Regions from separate parts of the Oryzias latipes genome. Here region 1 is linked to region 2. Evidence: chromatin contacts called from public Hi-C data. All regions are on one chromosome and are shown on one strand. The core of a region is the stretch at or near the end of the contact, and the rest is flanking DNA. Distances in the headings are between cores, read along the strand shown. Region 1 holds the start of calm2 (calmodulin-2). Region 2 overlaps LOC101155292 (tetratricopeptide repeat protein 7A).

Region 1 (7,914 bases), core at 1,533-4,032, 62 kb before region 2:
AGAAGTTGCTCAAACATATTTGAGTTTTACTTCCTGAGTGTGGTTTTTTCACAGACGACCTCTCTGCTGCTGTATCAGAATGATCAGAATGATCCGAGAGTAAAAGAAGACTCACATGGATTCTTTTTTTTTTTTCCTGGAGAGAACAAATCTAACGCGAGTAGGTGTCCTTCAAGAGTGCAGAGTGAAAACAAAGTCACCTTGGCGAGACTGCTTGGTGGTGTCACTTTTCTGGAAGGCTCCACATTGCCCTGTTGCACGTGCTGCAGCATCTGAACTCCAGCTTCACTCTCACTGCAGCAGACAGACTGGAGGCGAGCCAGGCAGGGAGAAGAGATGCTGTGACAGAGGGGGCAGAGACGGCACAGGAATGAAAGATGGAAGAAAAAAACAACCAGAGGAAATCACCAGAAGCTGGAATTGTCCCTCAAACTAGACAACAGGTCTGTGGAAGTTCAGAAGAAAACGTGCTTAAAACTATCCAGTTCATCAGTACATTACTGAAATAAGCAGGGAGATTTTCCCAAATCCTCTTCTACAAGTTTTAAGCCAGTAATCCTTTTTGCCTCAGTTTTTGAAGTCTATTTTTCTGCCAAAGGTAGTTCCCAAAAGCCTGCAGGTTTGGTTTTAGTCTTGGACTTTGTGCTGCTAATTTTCTTGGTGCAAGATTGCAAAAGCTCCTTTAGCTGGCTGGCTGGCAACCCTGGCAACCCTTCAATTGAAGGCCGATGCACTTCACCTTTAGCTGAGCATGAAGTTTAGCTCCAGAGCACATCACAGCTAGTACTGAATTCTTCTCACTTTTGTGCCGCATCGCTGAGTGTTGACAGGTAATCTCACATGATGATCAAACACAGGTGCAGACAATAGAGACGTCTTTTCACTCAGAACGTCTGTGGAGCACGAGCAGGCACGATTGTCTCCCGTGGAAAGCGATCGGCTCATCTGGCACAGAACCAGCAGGTGCATTGCAAATCCTCATTCATTAATAAAGCCGTCCCCGTCTTTCAGTTACACAGGTAAACATCTCATATTAGTTGCTGGGATTTATTACCTCATAGTCCCCATCTGCCACCTCCACACGCAAATGAGCTTTTTGTCTTTATTTTTCTTGAAAGCTGCTTTATCTGAGGACTTAATTGTGCAACAAGGAAACAAACTGGACTTTCCAGCAGCCTTTGACCTCAACAGTAAAGAATGAGAGCAGACAAAGCCGTCTGGGTGGGGCAGTTACATATTCACCATGCTGATAATGGGAAAGAACGTAACATAACTAGTGCTTAACTTGAGCAGAGTTTTATCTGCAGAAAACATACGTTACTATGGACTTCTAGATCAGAATCAGGTCTTACACAAGGAAGATTAGTTTCAAGTTTTATAAACTGTTAAATAACATCTTTGGGGTTTCGGTGTTTGCCGTGGATTGACTTTCACCTTTCCGTAGATCTTAACCTTATGCAAATGTCTGAGATTTTCCAAACTGGTGGAGTAAACCTAATCCCAAAGCATTCACAAACAGAAAAAAACAAATCCTATTGTTTTTATTTTCTATACTCATTGCCAAAAAAGGTAAAAGGTGAGGGTGCACACTTCTGCATGCAGTCGTTTGCACATGCTGCAGCTTATATGGTTCTTGTGACAGATTGAGGTCTTTGTGCAGTCACCTCCAGCATTACATAATCTGCACAGTGACAAAATCCCCCTAAGAAGAAAACAGATTGAAATGAAAGAATCCAGTGTGCTCCAGATTAGTTAGCATAGGGTAACGCGTTCCACATCCTGAGATTGCTCAGATCACGCGGCATTGGCAGAATCACCTGTGCGGATGGGAGAGGGGAACCACTTTGAGTCGTCACTTTGCACATCGAAGTATGAGATGCTCATAATTATCTTACTGTGGTGCCAATCTGCCCCTGCAGAGTTCAGAGTAAGGAAGAGGTGGTTTAAGGACAACACCTTCTGGTACAGCAATAAGAGGTTCCTGAAACCTTCCCTATTTGCACCTCCAGCTCAGTGTCTGCCATGGCGTCAGCGCAGATAAAGGTGGTCACTGGGAGGCCGGAGAGCAGTGAAGCGTAAGACGTCAGGATATCAGATACCAGCAGGCCAATTAGACCCACAATCATCTAACAGCAGGAACTTACAATATTTGTAGATGCATGGTTTAACTTTGACATTTCTTCAATGGAGATACAACCAAAGAAAGTGATACAACTTTCAGTCTATGGCACAATTTTAAAAGCACATTGTCTTAACATGACAAGCAATGTAGTCAGAAATTGTAATATATTGGCAAAATATAGTAAATAATGGGACAAAAGTGGCTCCTCAAGTCCCAAACTTCACAAAAGTCTCCTGACGGGCATCCCTAAAGGTGATGCCCATATGTATACACCATTCAACAGTCTGCTCCGCCTGTGGCGTTGACTAGGATGTCTATGGACAGCATGCAGCGGCACAGCAAACCCTGGGAGTGACGCATTGCAGGTACAAACTCACCAATCAGAGAGCGCCATTTCTTTCAGCTACGTTTCTGTCCCCATCACAGCGTAGCAGAAAGTATTCATACGCAGCCATGTAGACCGATGGAAATACCCTGTATACTATGTCAAATATCCATATACTGAAACAGCACTAATAAAATTAGGTTTGAGTTATCGGTTTGTATTTTTTAAGTAAATAAATGTACCTTTAAACGGTTCGGATAGTTTATTTGGAATCGGAAGGGTAAGGAAGCTGGCGGAGGGATATAGAAAAGGGGAGGGGTTTAGCGTAGCCGTTAAAGGCGAGTCCAGTTGTCTCCTCAGTGTGTTCATAGAGATTTTCAGTCTTAGTAGCGGCAGTTCGCCTTCCCTATTAAACGGATTTTTTGCGTCCAACAGCGTTTGAATCAACACTGAAATGGTAAGAAATTACGAAACTACGTTTTACTCTTGCGTTTACCTTTATAGAGTATTGAGACTGGTTTAAACAGATCTGCTGGGAAACATTTCGTCAAGGGAAACCTTTTTCTTCTCCATTCTCATTTGCTTCGCTCGTCCATTTTGCGACAATTTCGTGGTGACGTGGAAATAAGTGTGTTTATTGGGGTTAGCGTTACTGTCGGTAGACGTGCTATGAGACCATAATTACAATATTGGCGCTGTAAGCCGGATACAATACATACATGGGCGTTGCGTGCCCTTTTTATGATGCGTGTTTGAAAGCCTAAACCGCATTCTAACTATACCCAAAATTCGTGCTAAAATAGGACAAATGTGTCGTTAAACTACACATTTAAACAGCCGTATGGTAGAATAACCCGTCGGGTTGGATGGTCTAACTTCCGGAGAGTCGTCCGCTCGCGGCTGAGGCGGCTCATATGGGTGTTAGCCATAGCTAATCATAGCTAAAATTTACCGCCAAATTGGGAGCCGTCTTTTGTCTGCGCTAAAGCGGCTTTGTCGAGCGGTGCTCTGAGGTCCAGTTTCGTCGGTGGTTCCGTTGAATAGAACGTTCTGTTTTTGCTTCTGTCTCGAGTAGTTTGGGCGATATAGCCGCGGGCGTCATCGGTGTCTCATATGCGTGGTGCTAAATAGAACAAAGTGAACATCACGGAGTTGGGAAATGAGGGCGTTTGTTGGTGAAAATTCCACGTTTTTTTTCTTTTCTAATAATGGCTTAATCTGTTCTCTTTTCAGGCCGATCAACTCACAGAGGAGCAGATCGCTGGTAAGACTTCACTGCTTTGACCCCATCGTCCCCTCAAAACCTGTAGTGACCCGAGTCCTGGATCTTTCCCACCCATGCAGTGGATTTACACTTCTGCCTTTTAAGGCGTTCTCCAGGGCAGCCTACCCAGTCATAAAACAGGAATGGAAGAATTAAACTGCCGTTGCTGAAGCGCCGAAGGACTCCCTCATTGAGAGAACTTTGCATTTTGCCGGTTGCCATGTAATAAATGATGTAATCTGGAGGGGCAGCAGGCTTTGCTGAGGTGTCTGCAGTCGCCCTTTGCCCTGGGTGTGTTCATGGAAAGCAAGAACTGCTCTAGCTGCTTGGATTCATATGAGATGCAAAGATGACTCTATGTGAAAACTTTTTGCCCCATCTGGCAAAGTTTGTTTTAGTGATGGAACTTCTCTTTATATTTTTAAAAGCATAAGAATGTGCTATAACCCAAATTAATTGGTCTGCTTTTTGTTTGGACTTTTTTTGGGTACTTTTTTTTTAATATAATGTAAAATGACAGTCGTTGGACAGTAAAATCCACACAGGTGTTGTTGGTCTGTAGTACTCTAGAAGTTCTGTTTGGTTTTATAACATGGACATGCTGCTTTTTACCTCGTTTGGCTCATCAGACTTGACAGGCGTGTTATCGTCGTCCCTTGTGGCTGCTCCAAACCACAAGGGCGCCGGTTTGTAGCTGTTGCAGCCTGGGTCTGCTCTTGAGCTGGTGCTTGCTGTCATTGTTTACCCTAAAACAATGGTAGTTGGAGCATTGCGTCAAACTGTAGCTTTACACTGAACTGAGTCATTCTTGGTTTGGATTTTTGTTTGTCCCAACTGATGCTAATTCTCTACCCATTTGTTTTCCTAAAGACTTTAATCTGCTTCTGTTTTGTGGTGTACAGAGTTCAAGGAGGCCTTCTCGCTCTTTGATAAGGATGGAGATGGTACCATCACCACCAAAGAGCTGGGTACAGTCATGCGGTCTCTGGGCCAGAACCCCACAGAGGCAGAGCTGCAGGACATGATCAATGAGGTGGATGCTGATGGTGAGACATCTGTCCAGCAGCAGTCTTCAGGTTTCTCTGTTGTAATGCTTAACATGACTTTATCGTTTTTTCATCTTCATTTTTTTTTTTTAAATCTACAGGAAACGGAACGATAGACTTCCCAGAGTTCCTAACCATGATGGCCCGGAAGATGAAGGACACAGACAGCGAGGAGGAGATCAGGGAAGCATTCCGTGTCTTTGACAAGGTAAATGTCCTTATTCAGGATATGCAGATTGCTGTATTTTTATTTTTTGAAAACTTTCACTGACTGACTTTATAGGATGGCAACGGCTACATTAGTGCTGCTGAGCTGCGTCATGTGATGACAAACCTAGGAGAGAAGCTGACCGACGAGGAAGTAGATGAGATGATCAGAGAAGCAGACATTGATGGAGATGGACAGGTCAACTACGAAGGTAGGGCTTTTGCTTCCTGTTTGTTTGGTAGATAATTTTAAGTTGCAGTTTTTTTTAGATTTCCTTTTTTTTTTTTCCCCTTCTGCAGAGTTCGTACAAATGATGACGGCGAAGTGAAGGCCTTGTACAGATTTCGTATATAAATTTGCCTTTTTCTTTGTGTAATTTATCTGTAAAATCTTAATAGCCCCTCCACTCGTCCCTGCCCCCTTCTGCTGTCCAAAGGAACTGCATGTAAACTGCATAGGCTCTTGTCCCCATGTCCCTTTCTTTTGCTGTCATGGTGTTTTGGAGTGACGGAATGGTCATATAACCAGAAGCCTGTGGAGACCCCTGGGAGCCAGAGAACTTGTGCTTTGTGCTCGGGGCCCCTCCACACCTGGCGACATTGGAAACCTGTCAGCAAGCTGTCAATTTGGCAGCAATGCTGGCATGGGAGCAATGTAGAGGCATTGACTCTGCATGGACTATGGACAAAGTATATATGGAAATCTCAGCATTGCACTACTGCAAAAAAATGACACGGGTGTATCTCCTTGGTACTCGTACAAACTCTTTTGTATCTGCTGTTCTGTATACCAGAAAATGACTAATCTTACCATGCTTTTTAATGTTTTACTCACTAAAATTTTTTTTTTAAATGACTTCAGGTCATGCTTCAAATAAATCCATTCCAAGTTGTATATTTGTTTTCCAATAAAATTTACAATCTACCCAGATTGGAAAATTGTCTTGTTTTCTCGGTTTTTAAAATGGATAATTCAGTTTGTAAACCCTGTAATCTTCCCATGTTTGTTAGAGAATAGGTTTCGTTTACCGCCGACCTTACCATCATCAAATTCATCAAGAAGAGCATCAGCCACTGCCTCTTAATGTTCTGCGCTCAGAGCACGGTTGTATTGTCATTGAAATGTAAGGCATTCAGGGGATCAAAGGCCCCCGCCCTGAAGTGGCTGCCACGGCGCTCCACGTCAGGTTGGCCTGGTGGCGCCCTGCTCTTCTGAGCTGCATGTTCAGGCACAGAAGCTGACTGCCTCATGTCTTAATTGGCTCCTGCCACAATCTTGATTCATCAGAAACTGGTGTAAATAAAGGTGTACCTTTTTTGAGTTTGTTACAGTAGCTTGCAGAGATACTGAGTTTGTTATTTTGATGAGTGACAAAATAAAGCTCCAATGTGGATCATTTCTGCCTGTGGGTTTGTTTTCCAGGCCACTTCTAGCTGTAGTTTGGTCTTTTCCAGCATTTATGTCAGTTTTAGCTTCAGGGATGCTTGATTGTCCATGCATGCTGCAACAAACACTCCCTGTGGACGTGTGTTTAAATTATTTAGAGCAATGAAAGTCATGTCAAGGTTACCATAGGTCTAAAATATAAAATAGGTTGGATTGCTGCATAAATGGTAATGACATTAAATTCAGGTAGAAACTTGTAAGAATCCAATCATGTCAGACTGCCTTCATCTTCTCTTCTGGGCGCATGATATTTTCTTGGCATTAATGACAGGTCTTTGTTTCTCATGTTACTCTTAACAAGCAGCAGTCCCGAAGTTTTACAAGCTCTGCAACATTTTCACAATCAGTCTAAACTGCACCGCTCCTCTGTTCAAAATAAGAGCCATATTGCTTCAGCAGAACTTCTCATCAAGGACTAAACCACCAGCAGGGTGAAAGCTGGTCTTACCCTCAGTCATCCTGGTCTAAATTTAACTCTGCACTCGGCCAGTTCGCTGAAAAATTCATAGATAGCGGAGCCGCTGCTATAGAAACAGTCTTATTGGTGATCAGGTGTCACTGGAGTCTTTGTTAAACAGGGACTGAACATCAGCGAGTACAAAGCAGGAAGTTAGGGACACGCTCAGGTGAAGGCAACATAAGTTTCCGCTACAAATTTTGTGGAACTCCAAAGTATTGTCTGGTACTTTTTACTTGTGGAAGTTAAATGTGAGCTGCTCTCGAGGACATGCTGGAAACAGAACTGCAACGCCAAAACAAAGAAGCGAACAGGAAGCTCATGCTGATGCCGTCATGGAGGTTTTAACACCTCAAAACCATGTGAAAGAGTTTCTTCAAGCAAACCGTGCTCATAGAGCCCCTCTGTACTGTATCTGTCGGAGCGCTATCCAGCAGACGCGTTTTTGATCACTGGATCCTTCCTTCTCGTTGTCACGGGTGACAGAGAGCTGCAACCTGCTCTCTTTTCTGCATATTTGCTTTTCAGCTGCTCCCCTTTGGGGTCACCTCCATCTAACCCTCACCTCTACATCCTTCTTGTTCACACCAACCCCTCTCTAAATGAACCCCCTCTTTAGCTCCAACCTCAATATCCTTTTACCCACATCATTACTGTCCTTCCTCTCAACACATCTCTACCATGATCTGTTCCTCTGATGGGTTCATTCCTGATCCTATGCAAGAAGCTCTGCTTCCTGTCAGCAGCATGGCCGCTCTCCCCACAGTCTTCTGCATACTCCTTTTTATCAGTTTTCTGAACACCTCATTAGCTCCATGTCATCTCATTCGGAACAGGTTTTAGTTGACCTTATGTGGATCTGCGGGTTATGAGGAACTTGGGAGTCCAAGAAAACGGATCCTACAGGCTGTCTGATTGTATCATTTGTCCCATTTGAGAGCCGGTTAAGGCGCTGCTCCAGCTGACCAGTCAGCTTTGGTTCAAGTTGCAATATGGTGCAGCCTCTGCGGTGAGCGCATGCTGGTCGCTGATGGATATCTGAGACG
Region 2 (7,213 bases), core at 4,544-7,043:
GGGATTGAGGCTGTCGTGTGTAGAGTGTCGTTTTTGACTGAGCAGTAAAAAAGCTTGGTGGTGGTCGGATAAGAGCGCTGCGTGCCAGCGTAAACTCCACATAAAAATAGCTAATAATGTTCCCCTGAAAGAGTGGTTCATATTCAGTATTACTCATCCTGCACTCCCACAGATTAGAGTGAGAATTGTTCACGCACATGTAGCACAAACACACACTGATAGTACACATAGCATGTGTGTAGATCTGCACAACCGTGCAGACAAACTTGTGCTGTGAAGCTAGACATGCAGAAAGAGTGGCATGCGAAGCAGCATGTTTGTTCAGATGCTCGCATAACAGGCTGCTGATGCTGCAGCCTCCCATCAGATGAATGCTGAATCAAAGGCTGGGATTAATCATTCTCTTTAGTACAAATTGCAAAACCATTATCACTGTCAATCCCCCCCCCCCCCCCTCAAACCAAACACACACACACACACAAGCCCACCCCTTCTGTCGGCACAGCTCTCTCTCAATCTGTAGCCGAATCCCATTTCACATTGAGACGCAGAGCTGTTTACTCTGCCATTAAAATTTCAAAGCAAAAGAAGACACAGACCAAACAAAAAAAAAGTGGAAGAAAAAAGAGGGCTGGAAGTGAAGGAGGATGGGAAGTGTTGGAAAGAGAAACGGGCTGGCAGGTTGTGATGTGGGAGAAAAGGAGGAGGGAGAAATTCTGAATGCTACAGCGAACGGTTTGCTGTGCTGCAGAGAGCCACGGGCTACAAACATTCCCACACATGCATGCACATGCTCCATAGCATGCAGCAAGCTCGTGCAAGACTGTGTACTAACGTTCACGTTCTCTCAGGATCACAAACAGGAAGCTAGTGAATTCTCCAGCTTCTCGGACCAGTATTGATCTCTTACTTTGAGTTCAAGGTTCACAGCAAGACGTCATCCTCTGATTTTCTCTGGAACCCAGACTCCATAGTTTCAGGTCAGAATCAGCCCGGAAGAGTTTCTGTTCTACTGTGAAATTGTTGTAAGTACAGCGCATCTAGAATAATACATGACAAACAAATGAAAATCTAAATACAAAAACAAAACTAAGCTCAGTAACTGGAGGGTTTAGAAGTGTGGCCGCACAAACCCGCCTGTTTTGATGTGGCCAATTCGAACCAGTTTTTTAAAAACTACATAACTTTCACAATAAAACTAGAACTGCTGTCACAGAGAATCAAATGTTTTCAAAAGTAACAAGCAAAAAATTCGTCCCAAATGTTGTAATATGCACGGTACAGCTGGTTTGAGCACCACCTGTCAATCACAACGCCAGGGGCCTCATTTATAAAACTTTGCGTAGGATTTGCGTCAGAAGTGGCGTACGGATGAAACATAGGACGTGCGTACGCACAGAAATATTCGGATTTATAAAACCGTGCGCACGCACATCCTACGCATCTTTCCCTTAATAAATCACAACCAATTCTAAATGCAGCGCAGCTTTTGCGGCTTTATGACACGCCCATAGTTGCCCATAAATAGTCCGTGAAACGCCCACAAATGAATATTCATTGATTGAGAAACCATGGCACACACCGAGAGGAAATGAAAAAAACGTAACTTCACTCAATGTGAAGTAGAAGTTATCGTTGGCGAGGTGGAAAAGAGGAGAAAATGTTTGGAGGGCACAGTGTGGGCATTACTAATGCCAAAAAGGCACGTGAGTGGCAAACGGTGGCAGACGCCGTAAATGCTGTAGCCTCACAACCTCGGACCGTGGCCGAAATAAAAAAGAAATGGTCGGACATCAAAGTCGAGGCAAAAAAAACATCTGGCGCTGCATCGCCAGAGTGTGTCTGCCACGGGGGTGGGGGTGGGGGGTCCGGAGCTGACCCCTCTTGATGAGAGAATAGCGGCAATAATTGGGGAATCCCTTAAGTGGAGTGTTGACTGAGGCGCAGGGGGAACACCGACGCGCCAGATACACCGGGTGACACCCCCCCAAAAGCCCGCATAGGTCCAACAGGACGGCTCGAGGAAGTCGGAACCGGCTCATAAGCCAGTCGTCCTCGTTTGCCAGCAAGTTTTCTTGCTGTCTAAAGATGCGTTCACTCCGAATTCTTCCATTTGCCACATCTTCTAAGAGCGCAAGATCAGCCATTGTGCGTCGTTACGCATTGTGATGGGGCATTTTATTACATCTGACAAGCTACAGATGTCGGTAATAATCGACGTGGAAATGGGAAATTGTTCAGCGCAAATGTAATTTCTTGTTGCTTTCTGAATGGTTGAGACATACGCCATACATTGTTTTATCAAAAATAAAACAAACTAAAGGCATATCCATGAATACCATAATTCTGTAGCTTATGAAGAAATGTTTTACTATGAAAACAACTTTCCCCAGTGGACAATTAATGCATCTCTCTCTATCTATCCATCTGTCTGTCTAATTGCACCTATATCTGCTCCGCCAGACGGACACATTAACGGGAATATCAGTTTTGTACATTATTTCGTTCTGTTAACTATATTACCGTATTTTCCGGACTATAAGTCGCACTTTTTTTCATAGTTTGGCAAGGGGTGCGACTTATACTCCGCAGCGACTTATATTAGAAATAAATTGAAATAAATACATTGTTAACCCTCCTGTTATGTTCATTTGTGAGGAACAGAGATGATGTTTCTGGGTCAATTTGATGTATGAGGTATGTTAAGTGTTAAGAGGATGTTAAGTGACTCAGAGAATCAGCAAACTTTTTTTTACAGTAAGATCTTGAAGGCTAAGAACACAATATTCTATTTTCCAATGATTTCATAGATTCAGAAATGCAATAAAAATGACAACTGTTTCTACAAATACAGGATGAAAACAGAGTATTAGTTAGCCAATGATGCTTCATGAAAAGAATAAATAAATAAGTTTGAGAAAAAAATTACTGTGAAATTATTAGATAAACAGTCTGCTATGATTGTGTCATATAAGGTTGTGAAAGTTAAAATGCGACTTATACTCCGGTGCGACTTATAGTCCGGAAAATACGGTATTTATGAGGATGAATTGCACAACAGGCCAATATTGCAGAAAATATTTCACTTTTCTTTTTGCAAATAAGTGTTCATTTGGATTTCTGTTGTAATTTTCGTTTGATTTTTTTGTTTGTTTCACTGCTGATCGATCAAACGGGTGTTCGTGTAGGCTGTTAATTGTAAGACTTGCTTTGTGAAGTCTTCATGTTATTTATGAGAGGCAGGATTGTCATTTTCACTTTCACGTGCCGAAGGTGTCGCATTTCTCATTTCACCCGTTTTTGTGCGTACGCCTGGGTCAGAGCTTGCGTGAAGGACCGCACATTTTCCCGTCAAGTTTGCTTTTTATAAATCTCAACTATTGCGTAGAGAGTGGCGTACGCCTTCTTTTGTGCGTACGCAACGTTTAGAAATGAGGCCCCAGATGCCTAATTTCAAGGTAAAACCAAAAAAAATGATGAGATTAATTAAAACTTACTTCCTTGTAAGGATCAGTGTTCTGTTTAGTTGATTTAAGATATTAAAGTTAAGTTTTGTGTTTGATAGTTTACTTTTTTTTCCTATCACTTATCAAGTGTTCTCTTTTAACTAATCCCCCTTCCGCAGATTTAGGCGGCTTGTTTTTAGTTTTTCTTCAACAAATCATTTTATTTTAATTTATTCCTTAATGTTTTTTCAGTTTAGATTTGACTTTTTGTCATGTTTTAATTTGTGGATAAAATTACCAGCATTTGGGTCCTTAAACCACCATCGCTGGAACCCCAGTGCAGCTTTTGAGGAAAACGTATGCAGATCACTGAAAATCTCCCTCCACCTAGGGATCCACGCATCTCCTGGGGTACAAATGACCCTAAGAACTGGAGGGAAACAGCCTATTTATTTATTTCAATCAGTGAAAGCATCTCCAAGTATGGCAATGATCTTAACCACATCGCCCGGGCAACAAAAGAGTGGCTACATAAAAATGCATTTTAAAGTTCTGGAGTGGTCTAGCCAGTCTCTGGACCTCAATGCAATAGAGAATAAGTGACAGGAATAGAAAAAGCCTTAAAATAGCTCAGCTCTTGAGAAGATCTGCAAGGAGGAATGGACCAAGACAGCAGCTACAGTGCAAACCGGCAGAAGACCTACAGAAAAATCTTAACCCTGTCACTGAAACCAGGGTTACATTACAGAATACTGAGGTGAACTTTTGTTCAGTCCCTCCAGGATCCAGAACCATATGAAGCCGCAAAGTTGTAATATTTTTCAATAAAACATTTTAACTAAAGCTGATCACATGAAATAAGATCGTATTTTAAAGGAGGGACTTGCAAAATCGGTGACTGTCAAATATGTTTTTGTAATTTTGTAAAGATTGCAAAAAAAAGGCCTAATTTCTCTGACAAAAAGATCAATACACCAAAACTGTAGTTACAGTGTAAAAGCACATCATTGTGTTTTAAGTTTGAGTTGTAATTGGATCAAAATGTGTTCATGTTGGGATCTGAGGCCACAGGAAGGAGATCCTGTTCTCTAGATCCTCTCAGTTACTGCAAAACCACGTTTCCAGGAATCTTCCGGAACATACAAGCTATTCTCTTCTTTCCAGAAACACACATTTCAGAGTCAACCAACAGGTCACAGCTTGCTGTTTCATAAGTTTGAGTAGTTTCATGTGAGCACCCCCCCCCACACACACACCCACACACACACTCACACAGACACACATATACTACAAACTGTCACCTGACACAAGGTAAAACGTATGCAACATCTCCTGAAAGATTCATTTGCGTCTTAGTCTCTTCTCCCCAACAACAGTTTTAAAACAACAACCGCATCCGCCTCTTCTGCTTGTATGACCTTACGGTTACCGGGGCGATGGGGATTTCTGGTTTAGAGTGGGGGGAATTGGCTGAGCCCAGAAAAGAGCTTTTAAATGGGTCAAAGCAGTCAAGTGTCTCTATGGAGGAGGTGTGTGTCTGCAAGTGTTTGATTGTGCATGTAGACATAAAACATCTATCTTCCAAGTGTACACACACACGCACACAAACACACAGCAGCCACCAGTGAGGCTTTTGTAATTATAAAAGCATCCACCCACTCCATCTCTGTGTTTTCTTCTCCCAGTCGGGCTCTAATGTCCTTCGTTATTTAATCAGCCTTTTTTTTGTGCTGTATTTCCTCTTCCTCCTGATGTATGACTGCGCCCCATCTGTCTGCGGTGGGACCATGGAGGCCAACACTGACCCCAAATGGTTGCATTATGAAATTTACGCAGCTTTGAAGCAGACAGAGACCACATCAGAGGGGTGATGCAACACGCTTCCATGTCAATGTGAAGTAAATAATGTCCGTCTTGATGCTGTGGTCGCCTGCCACACGGACCCACAGCTCATGATAATGATGAGGGAGGATCTGGATGAAAGGTGAGTCTGTGAAGTGATGTAATGAGTTTGCACTTTTTCTTTTCACTCCATACATAAATATTTTACAGGAATAAAAAATGTTGTCAAAAATATGCAAAGTGATAAAGGGTTAATACTGTCAAGTGCTTCTATTTATGTCCAAAACCATTAATTGTTGGAATACTTTTAACCTTTAAGTTGGCTTAAGCTCCTCTTCATAACAAGAGAGGTGAGTTTTTCCTTTAGGAAGTGTCTGTTGTGTCATAAAAACGTCACTTGGCTCGGGGTCGCAGCTGCAGTGTGCAAAGGGTAAGAGTGTATGAGGGGGGAACCGGTACCGCAATGCAGCCCTCCACTTGGGAACGTCTAAATAAGGCGTCGAGTGTGTGAGTGTCTGTGCGGTCGGCCTCCAACATAGCTGAGGCGAGACACCCAATCCCCACGGAGAGAGAGGGGCTTGTGTTTGGACGGGTCTTCCCTGCACCACCTACAGCAGCTACTCTTCCTAGCAAGCACTCACAAAAGTATCACTCAAAGTTTCATAAGCGTATAGATTGAAATCTCCTCTATTCAGCGTGCGGGTTTAGATGTGGCTGTGGATTTTACTTGAGGTTGTCGGGGTGCTGGCTGAGGGCCAGGTTGAGGGTTTCCAGAGCGTGACAGTGATGCTTCTGGGCGCTCAACAGCAGGGTCAACAGGTGGAGGGAGTGTAAGTCATCCCCATGGAGTGATAACGCTGCCTGCAGGGGCTCCATGGCTGCTGAGACCTTCAAAATAAACGCTTCTATTTTCAGATAAAGGCTGCAACGAACTGAGGATCAAAAGTGAAAACTTTTGCTGCTTCTTAGTACCTGCCGAACAATGGCCAGCTGCAGAGCCAGATTCAAAGAAATCTTTGCATCCTTGGGGTCTAGTGAATGTGCTCTGCAGAAGAACAACAGATATACAAACATGTCAGAACATTAGAACATGTGAACAAGTCGTTTTAGACTGACAACATGTCTTGAAGTAAAACTTTAGTCACGTGCACCTGTATGGGGGTTTGACCCGTACGGGTGCTGCAGGTTTTTGGGTTGTCAGGGCCTGTGGAGAGTCGTAGAGAGGAGTGGCTGCATCTTAAGAGGGGGGTGTGACTAAAGGGACGCCATAAAAATAGAACGTACCATTGTCATGCATGTGATTAATGCATTGTGAAGTATTTATAAGGATAATGCAAGTCGCACACACTTATGACAGACAAGTGAGGCTGTTGGACGATGCCCTTACACAACACTCTAGCCATTACTAAGGTGAGCTTATTGGCTTCTTATTGATGGCGCACAAATGCTGAATGCACGGGGTGTGTTGATCAGTGCCTGAATGACACTTGTAGGAAACAAGACTGTCTCATTTCCTTATTTCTAACAGTCAGTGTGTGAGCAAGGAGCACGCACTTATCACCTGAACAGCACTAATCTGAAAGGCAGAATTTGGGGGACTGAAAAAAAAAAATCAAATCAAATAAAAAAAATCTAACATTTGCAGAGGCAACTTTCATTTTTCCTGCTTTATCAAACAGAGCATATACAAGCATTTCTAAAAAGTAACGTAAGCAGCACCTCAGACGGAAGGGTTATATAACCACACTTCCAGGACGTTTTCCAGTTTGGAAACATGTACCAACCAACTGATAACTTCTAGTAGTTTAGGTATGGGTTGCAGCTGTAAGAAAACAAGCCCCAGACCTCCCTCCCTTTGGCCAGCTTTTCCAGGAGGACACCATAGTGTCTCACAACCAGCAGAGATATAAATTCTTAAAGTCTAT

Evidence for each region. A called contact is a pair of places that touch in the nucleus more often than the background predicts.
Region 1: a Hi-C map of fibroblasts shows a contact between it and region 2, with 2.5 times the contacts expected there. The contact joins the promoter of calm2 here to the enhancer-like site in region 2. A contact is called at or near these places in 5 of 5 Hi-C or Micro-C datasets (embryo, fibroblasts and gastrula embryo).

Annotation. Positions count from the first base shown.
Region 1 is chr15:6,686,428-6,694,341 of ASM223467v1, reverse strand. It overlaps calm2 (calmodulin-2), which reads left to right and starts at 2,782. Exons shown (of 6, transcript XM_004076927.3): 1 at 2,782-2,904; 2 at 3,681-3,711; 3 at 4,614-4,757; 4 at 4,859-4,965; 5 at 5,041-5,176; 6 at 5,265-6,361. The coding sequence starts at 2,902. The coding sequence ends at 5,293. It overlaps LOC105355740 (a long non-coding RNA gene), which reads right to left and starts at 1,028. Exons shown (of 3, transcript XR_002291782.2): 1 at 802-1,028; 2 at 201-339.
Region 2 is chr15:6,628,566-6,635,778 of ASM223467v1, reverse strand. It overlaps LOC101155292 (tetratricopeptide repeat protein 7A), which reads right to left. Exons shown (of 21, transcript XM_023963404.1): 15 at 6,261-6,333; 16 at 6,016-6,176. Among protein-coding and RNA genes, the nearest start is that of LOC101155292, 38 kb to the right of the region's middle. Within about 2 kb of position 5,793, at least 3 of the 8 cell types and tissues checked have an H3K27ac peak or open chromatin away from gene starts, as enhancers often do.